Linked DNA regions of Mus musculus: regions 1 and 3 are each linked to region 2. Evidence: chromatin contacts called from public ChIA-PET and Hi-C data. All regions are on one chromosome and are shown on one strand. The core of a region is the stretch at or near the end of the contact, and the rest is flanking DNA. Distances in the headings are between cores, read along the strand shown. Region 1 holds the start of Clic5 (chloride intracellular channel 5). Region 2 overlaps Gm34917 (predicted gene, 34917). Region 3 overlaps Gm34857 (a long non-coding RNA gene).

The links. Hi-C and Micro-C count contacts between places; a contact is called where the count stands out from the background. ChIA-PET counts read pairs in DNA pulled down with a chosen protein or histone mark.
Region 1: an RNA polymerase II ChIA-PET map of effector CD8 T cells shows a contact between it and region 2, with 23 read pairs. The contact joins the promoter of Clic5 here to the enhancer-like site in region 2. A contact is called at or near these places in 1 of 484 Hi-C or Micro-C datasets (nephron progenitors), 2 of 115 datasets of contacts at active chromatin or transcription factors (effector CD8 T cells and memory CD8 T cells) and 1 of 9 other capture datasets (adipose tissue).
Region 3: a Hi-C map of bone marrow-derived dendritic cells shows a contact between it and region 2, with 3 times the contacts expected there. The contact joins two enhancer-like sites. A contact is called at or near these places in 33 of 484 Hi-C or Micro-C datasets (the 3T3-L1 cell line, B cells, the C2C12 cell line and 19 more), 1 of 115 datasets of contacts at active chromatin or transcription factors (bone marrow-derived dendritic cells) and 3 of 9 other capture datasets (adipose tissue, liver and pancreatic islet).

What each region holds. Positions count from the first base shown.
Region 1 is chr17:44,187,161-44,189,860 of GRCm38.p6, forward strand. It overlaps Clic5 (chloride intracellular channel 5), which reads left to right and starts at 1,412. Exons shown (of 6, transcript NM_172621.2): 1 at 1,412-1,801. The coding sequence starts at 1,739.
Region 2 is chr17:44,119,758-44,122,457 of GRCm38.p6, forward strand. Gm34917 (predicted gene, 34917) reads left to right here. Exons shown (of 4, transcript NR_167720.1): 2 at 1,236-1,420; 3 at 2,526-2,647. Among named protein-coding and RNA genes, the nearest start is that of Enpp4, 15 kb to the left of the region's middle. Within about 2 kb of position 1,319, at least 58 of the 459 cell types and tissues checked have an H3K27ac peak or open chromatin away from gene starts, as enhancers often do. A contact at or near this core is called in effector CD8 T cells and memory CD8 T cells, where this site is marked.
Region 3 is chr17:44,052,575-44,055,274 of GRCm38.p6, forward strand. It overlaps Gm34857 (a long non-coding RNA gene), which reads left to right. Exons shown (of 4, transcript XR_876801.2): 3 at 1-510. Among named protein-coding and RNA genes, the nearest start is that of Gm34857, 10 kb to the left of the region's middle. Within about 2 kb of position 1,322, at least 35 of the 459 cell types and tissues checked have an H3K27ac peak or open chromatin away from gene starts, as enhancers often do.

The DNA.
Region 1 (2,700 bases), core at 162-2,661, 67 kb after region 2:
AAAAAGAAATAAGAGGTGGGAATGTGGGGGCAGGGGAGGAAAGAACTTCAGAAAAGCATGAGAGAATATTTATCAAGAACCTTCTTATATTCCGTGATTTAACAACACCTCTACCAAAGTCTATATCTATGGGAAATGTGTCCAATGCCATTATGGTTGAAAGAAACCAGCGTTAGTAGCTTCAACCTACCAACCCTAACTCTCACTTTAGACTATTTCAAGTCTGAGTCATGGTTACCTTGGGTGAGTGGAAAAGCAGAAGAAAAAAAAAAGAGCAAGAAGTCAATATTTTATTCCTTCATCTAGTGCTGGTAGCAGCTGGTGAAAATACATTGAGCTATGCTTACAGGATGTGAGCACAGTATATCTGTATCATAGTTCTGAAAGAAAGAAGGAAAGAAAGGAAGAAAGGGAAAGAGGAAGAGGAAGAGAAAGAGAAAGAGAAAGAAAGAGGAAGAGGAAGAGGAAGAGAAAGAGAAAGAGAAAGAGAAAGAGAAAGAGAAAGAGAAAGAGAAAGAGAAAGAGAAAGAGAAAGAGAAAGAGAAAGAGAAAGAGAAAGAGAAAGCTGGATGTGGTGACCTACACCTGTAAGCAGCACTTAGAAGGTTTTGAGATAGGAGAATGAGGAATTCCAAACCAGTCTCAGTTACATAGTGAGTTTAAGGCCAAAGCCAGCCTATGCTATAGAATTCTCTCTCTCTCTCTCTCTCTCTCTCTCTCTCTCTCTCTCTCTCTGTCTCTGTCTCTCTCTCTCTGAGAGAGAGAGAGAGAGACAGAGACAGAGACAGAATCAGAGACAGAATCAGAGACAGAATCAGAGACAGAATCAGAGACAGAGGCAGAGAGAGAAGGAGGAGCAGGACCAGGAAGAGGAGAAGGAGGTGAGGGGAGACAGGGAGGAGGGAGAGAGAGAGAATAAGAAAGCAGAGGAGAATAAAACCAAGCAAGGGAATGAAAACCCCACAAAGTTGAAAGCTGCAGATCTCTGACTCCAGCACCTTACTGGTTGGCTCACCCCTCAGCCTCTCCCCTGCTCCTGGCCCACTCCCTCTCCACTTGCACAGAGCAAAAATGGCAAGCTCAGCGAATTCAGGATCTTTTCTTCGCTCCACGCTATTGTAAGTGCGTGATTTTGATGGACTAACTGAACCTCTTCATTAAAAAACAAAAATTTAAAAATAAAAAAAAAAAACAAACCTTGAAAATCATCTTCTGTACACCACTCTTTCTGTCCCTCATGACCTTCAGAACATTCTTAGCTCTGTCTGAGCTCGTACACTGAGGGGTCTCCTATGTGACTGGGCCCAACGAATGCTGAGTTCCCAGGGTGTCCCCCTCCCTCCAGTCCCCGCCCGGACTGACCCCGCCCCGCGGCCGTGGTCTATTTTGGGCGCACCCGCGGCAGCGGCGCGGGATCGCTGACAGTCTCGGATCCTGTGACACCTCCCAGCAGTCAGGCACTTGTTGCTCTTGGGACCTGTTGTCAATCCCTTAGCTCGCTTTTCCTTTTAGCCCCCTGCTGGCTCTTGGAGTCCTCTCTTTCCGCGTGACACCTGGGACTCTGATCTCTCAGGCATCGCTGTCCTTGCTTGGAGAAATTGATGAGAAACTGGTAGTCTTAAAAAAAGAAAACATTAAACACCGTGCAAAAGAGAGGCCCCCGCTGTGAGCAGGAGCCTGAAGTGCTGCAGAGGTGGCGCCTCTCCGGCCCGGGACCGTGGTCCGGGGCGCCAACGGCATGACGGACTCAGCGACAACTAATGGGGACGACAGGGACCCCGAGATCGAGCTCTTCGTGAAGGTAGGTCGGCATTCGCGGGCCTCCTCCCGGGCTGGAGATGAGGAGATCTCAAGTGTCAGGACGCAGGTCCCTCTGGGACTTGAGACCCTCCCTAGGGAGCACAGTCCAGCGCCCTCCTGGTCCTGCCGGTGGCCTTTCTGCCAGGGGCTTCCGGAGAAGGGTGTGAGTTTCGATCTGGCAGGTGGCTGTCTTCTTGAAGAGTTAACCCGTAGTCTACCAAACATTGTAGGACAGGTTGCCGTCCCTCATCCTGAGCTCGGAGGGAAGAGCAGATCCTGAGCTCCAAGGGAAGGGATCTTGGCCAAGTTGAAAGATGTCTCCAGATATAGGGACAGGGGAATCTGGCTAGACTAGTAAACTTTTCTTCTTTAGCGGAGGGGGGGGGGGAGGGAGGGAGGGAGGAAGGGAGGGAGAGAGGGAGGGAGAGAGAGAGAGAGAGAGAGAGAGAGAGAGAGAGAGAGAGAGAGAGAGAGAGAGAGAGAGATCCTCTTTGGCACAACAAAAACAGCATTTTCTAGTACCCACCCTCTCTTGTTTTACTCAGAAACACTAAAATAAAAGCGAAGGCCACAAAGCTATTTTCTTGCTTTGTGACTTGTAGAGGAGAGAAAAAAATGAACACCCAGTTCCCTGCTGTTATTATCACTGTCATTATGACTCTACAGGACCGTCTCAGGTAACCAGGGGACCTGTCAGTTTCGACTTGGGCTGCAAAGCAACAGCTTCTTGCAGAACCAAATTAAGCGCCCCCCTGCTTCTTGGGCGCTCCCCTGAGCAGTAGCAGACACCAGACAGCAGCTCTAATGTTTTTTCTTTTGCAAGCTGCGGGAGACTGGAGGCCGGGTCCGCAGGTGTAGGCAGAAACATTTGATCAGCCCTCCTTGCTGGGACACTGCAGA
Region 2 (2,700 bases), core at 69-2,568:
TCTAGTCTCTACTGGGAAGCCAGACAGTTTTGCAATTGAAAATTCACTTACTGTGGCTCAGCTACTTTGTTCTAGTGCTATGTACTAGGCATAATTGGCTTCAGTTTTTTCCTTATTCTCAAGAATGTTTTACATGTATACAAAGATATATGATCATATCCATGCTTCATTTCCTTTTCCAACTCTCCCTTTAGCCCAGCAGCTGTCAATTGCTTTGAGATCTCTTTGCTTTCTTGGCTGATGTCCCATGTCTTCTTATCTGAGTATTTTCTTCCCAGTTTGCTGCTGTATACCATCATCCTTGACAAACAGCCTCTTCCTCATTTTTGCTTGAGAACTTTGGCCTTCATCCCATCATCAGTTTTTCTCCATATGTAGCTTTGTGGGTCTCACTTGCATTTTGCCATATTCATTAAATCTCTATATTAGCAGAAATCATCTTGGTAAACTGTTAAGGATTTCAGATGTTTTTAAAGCAGCAATTTTCAATACGTAGAACCAAATTTACAAGTATACAATGTATAACAGTTGTTTAAAGGTAAGGTAGACCAAGCTAAAAAACTGTTTATGTGCAAAGGCTTCCAGGAAAAAACATATAGAGGCCATGTTTTGTTTGTTTATTTGCTTGTTTGTTTTAAAAATCTTAATTATGGATTCTGCTAAAACTAGTTATGTGACTATAGGCATATTAGCCTCTTGAAGTTTCTGTCAGTCCCCTTAGAGAATGGAAATGTGCACGCCATCCTGTGTGTGTGTGTGTGTGTGTGTGTGTGTCTGTGTCTGTGTGTGTGTGTCTGTGTGTGTGGTGCGGCAGCTCGCCACTTCTCGAGGTTCCTTCTACTGTGGCCTGGTTGCAGGCTGGTTGGCGAGCCTGGCAATAATTTCTCCAGGATTGAACTACAGCTGCCTGGTGTCTGCTTGCTGGAAGGACTGGACTGTAGCTGCCAGTTCGCATTTGGTATCTGCTTGCCTAGAGGACTGGTCTGCAACTGCTGAGTTGTATTTGGTGTTTGCTACAGGACCAAACTGCTGCCAAAGAAGCTCAACCTCACCCCCAAAGAACTCTTATGAACAGGCCCACTTCCCCCATATCCTAATAACGTTTCTCTTCCATTACCTCTGCTGGGCGGTGGGCGAGAGGAGAGGTTGAACCCTTATTGAAGTAGGTTGCAAAAATATATGCCTACAGATTTCTCATTTGGTTTACGTTTGGTTCTGTTTTGCTTTTTCCCTAGCCACTTGACGTTTCCACGTGTCACAGCTCTGACCTCAGCAACTGAAGTCAGAAAGAAGGCAAAGATTGCAAGGCAGACAAAGCAAGGGTTGAGGCGGGTAGCAAACAGAAGCACATTGTCATGGCAAATATCTGCCTAGCGTGTATGCAGATCTAAGACCATGGCCTAAATCACACCATACCAAGGTGAGGAGCTGGGCGGCAACTCACCAGAGCGGTTAAAGAGAGTGCCGGCCCTCCTCTTTAGGGCAGGCTTTTAGACCACCAGGACGATCTGTTCTGCCCTTCATGTCAATGAGGAAATATGCCCATCAGTGAGTCCCACTCTCCAGCACTTGAGCACACAGCAAACGCCAGCCACATGGCCAGTGGACATCCACAGCCCCCATAATCCATCCCCCCACCCTGAGTTTTAAAGATGTTCACAGCCTTTGCATACTCTAGAACTTCACAGAAATGAAAGTAAAAATTTCCCACAATCCTCTCACCTGTGTTTTTCTAAAAAGTATGCATTGACTCCTTTTCCCCCCTGTGAACACAGAAGAAACCACTGCCTGTGCACATGTCAGTGTGCAGTGATAATCTTTCTAGAAAGTTCTGGCTTCCTGCCGCGGTCGCTTTACTCCAGGAAATTGTGACGTCCCGATTGTTCCTCCAAAGCTTTGAGAACAGCCAGGTGACTGCCTTGCCCCAAGCATTATACCTGTAGCGAGGATAAATTGCGCATCTTTCCCGAGTTTGATCTTTGAGCTAGCCCAACTTTTATTAGGTTTCAACCTCTCAAATTGAAATCTTGTGGTGGAACCTGTCTAGGAAGTTTGACGTTTCTAACCACAGTTTAACCACATTCTTTGCTCTCACCTCCTGACCTTTCGACCAGGAAAGAGAGCCACCAGTTGCTGGTGCTCCCTCCCACACCTAGTTAGCTGGGTCCTGGAGGCATCTTCCCAGCGGGGCATCTCTGAGCTTGGTGGCTCTGCACTGGCAGTGGGCCCTGCTCAGCAAAGAAAGAACAATATGGACTCTGTTCTCAATTAGTGTGTAACCCTCGGGGCAGGCACAGGCTCACTCCTGCTCCCCTGTACTTTAATGGCCTAGTCTGATGTTCCTACAGCTCGGGGCCAGGTGGGGCAAGAGCCCAGAAACAGGAGAGCACCTTGCATTCCCTGGACAAGCTGCGGAGACCTTCTAACAACAGTCCTTCCAAAGGCCGTGGTTCCTCCCTCCTCCCAGACTTGGAATAAGGAATACTGGCATAATTCTGTTTTTGTTTTTTGTTTGACTCCTTCAGTGCTACTACCTCTGAAATATCAAACATAAAGCTTTTTCCAGAAGGAACTGGCATTTGCCCTAAGCACATGATACTGATACTGCCTAGGAGGTAATGTGGATCCACCCAGAGGAATTCTGGACGTAAGTATAAGGCTAGAATAATGTCTGCCAGAGAGATCTTATCCTAAGAATCT
Region 3 (2,700 bases), core at 72-2,571, 67 kb before region 2:
GCCTCCCATGCTACTGGAAGGGCTCTGAGAGGACAGACAGTTTGTAGCTGATTTCTTGGGGTTAGAACTCACTTTTGAAGTATATATTTACCGACTCAGCCTACATTGCTTTTTATGCAGGATCTTGCTGTACTGCACAGGGTGGCCTTGAACTCCTAGGATAAGCAAACCTCCCACCTCAGACTCCTGAGTAGCTGGAACTATAGGCACACACCTCCATGCTTAGCGTCAGCTGTCTGAAGTTACACAGAAGTGGACGCTGAGAAGACATCTGCCTTGTGGTGGACAGCATTTTAGAAGGCAGAACAAAGAACTGGAAGGCAGAATCTTTAGCTGAAAGTTACCAGGAAAGCTCACCAGCCTCTACGGAAGATTTCACTTGCATGCCTGATGACTTGACAGGTCATCCAAGCCATGAGAAAGTGAGACCTCATCCCTGAGAGGTGCCTATCACATAGAAAGTGTTTGTGTTTGCTTTGTCACAGAACATAGAACACAATGGCTTGTGAGGTAAGAAAGCATGCCTAGTACTGGGTGCTTATGAAAGAGTTTTCTCGAGGACCTTAGTAAACTCTCCAGTCCCTCACACTGCAGCAGCTTGACCTTGGCATTTAGCTGGTGCATTTTGCTTCAATGCCAACTGTTCCCCTATACTAACTATGACAGACCCTGTTAGGTGCCTTTTCTCAACATTGTTTCTATTTGCTAGCAGAGCTTTATATCAGACACATATTTCTAAGCATCCAGGAAACAAGAGGCTTTTTAATAGGATCTGGGCAGGAAACTGGGAGGTATGAGGTAGGGATCGGCAATGGGACTTCTGAGATTTCTCTCTTTTAAAGGAGGCTGGCAAAGAAGTCTCACTTTCATTCTCTGTATTAGCTCCAAGCTCTAACAATGATCACAGTGGTGCAAAACACCAGGACTTGATTTTTTTCACAAGTTGAACAGACTGAGGTCCAAAGTCAGTGTCACGGGGTCAATAGCAAGGCATCACCAGGGTCAGACTTCCTCCAGTGTGCCTGGGGGGGAAGGCATTCTATGTCTCTTGTGGTTTCTGTGGCCACTGGCATTGCTTAGCGTCCCTCCACATCAGTTTCTGTTCCGTATCTGTGGCCATACTACCTTTTCCTCTTCTGCAGCCAAGTTTCTCTTTGGCTCCCTCTTGTAGAGTATGTCTCTCTAGTGTCCACAGCCTCAGATAGTGCCTTTACACGTTTCCCACATATAGTATCATCCACAGGTGCCAGGGACGAGGATGTACTGACTCCCCAACAAAAGAGTGGGTGCCTCCAGCTTGTGTCAGCCAAGCTTAGGTAGACAAGCCAGGATGTAAGAATAGAAAAAAGGCTCACAGCTGTGGCTTGGTGGCATGTGCTGCTCCTGACATAATTAAATGTGGCGCTATCTCTCTTTGATTGATTTTTTTAAAGGAACTTTTAATTTAAAAAAAAAACTTATAGGTTATTTTTTATTGTATTTCTCCTCTCCCAATTCCTCCCAGGTCCCTACCCACTTAACTTCCCTCCCTCTCTCTTTTTCTCTCCTTCTCTTCTTCTTTCCCTCCCTTCCTTCCTACATAAAACAAAACACTATAAAATGATAGCCCCAGAGCGTGGTTGATATACGCAGTGACATTCCACTTGGAGAAAACCCATTTTCCCTTTGCCGGCAAGTATCAGTTGCAAATAGAGTCTTGGTTAGGAGTTGGGCCCCGTGTCCACTTGTCCCTCTCAGTGCTGAGACTCCATGTGGCATGAACCCACACATGGCCCCATGCATGCTATCACAGCCTCTGTGAGTTCATATGTGCATCTGTCCTGTTGTATCTGGAAGACACTGTTTCCTTAGAGTCATCCATCAACAGTGGCTCTTACAATCTTTCTGCCTCCTCTTTCACACAGATGCCTGAGCCCTGAGGGAAGGGGTTTGATGAAGACATCCCATTTAGGACTGGGTGGTCTGAAGTTGTGGGTCTCTGTGTTAGTTCCCATCTACTGCAAGGAGCATCTCTGATGATGACTGAATACACAGCTCTATGGGCATATCAATATATCACTAGGGGTCACGTCAATGCTATGCTTTTTTAGCAGAATGAAAAGAGTAGGTTTTCCCCTAGGCCCATGACCTATCTACTGTAGGTTCTTAACTGATTTTAAATGAAATTTTAAAACAATGTCATTAGGGGCTGGAGAGATGACTGAACAGTTCGTAGCACAGACTGCTTTAAGAGAGGACCAAAGCTTGGTTCACTGTAGACACATCAGGCAGCTTATAAACACCTTTTACTCTACCTCAAAAGGATCTGATGCCCTCTCCTGGCCTCTGACACCTCCTGCACTCAGGCACACGTACCCTTGGTCCACGTATAGACATAATATAAAGAAAAAATCTTAAAATAATAATCTGATTTTTAAAGCTACTTTGAACATGGCATTATTTGTGTTTTAATACTTGTTATTGAATACAACTAAAATTTTAAACCTAATTAAGATATTATAGAAAATGCCCCCATAGATAAGGACAAAACGGTCACACCTGCACTTATTCTCACAAAGGATTTTCTGATTCACGAAATTTACCTTTTGTGTTATATTCTGCTTTATAATGCTCCATAATTAATATAATATAATGCTTCAGTTCCGATTATCTGGGTAAAATAGGTCATTCAATGAACTCAGTGTTGCTAAATCACGTGGC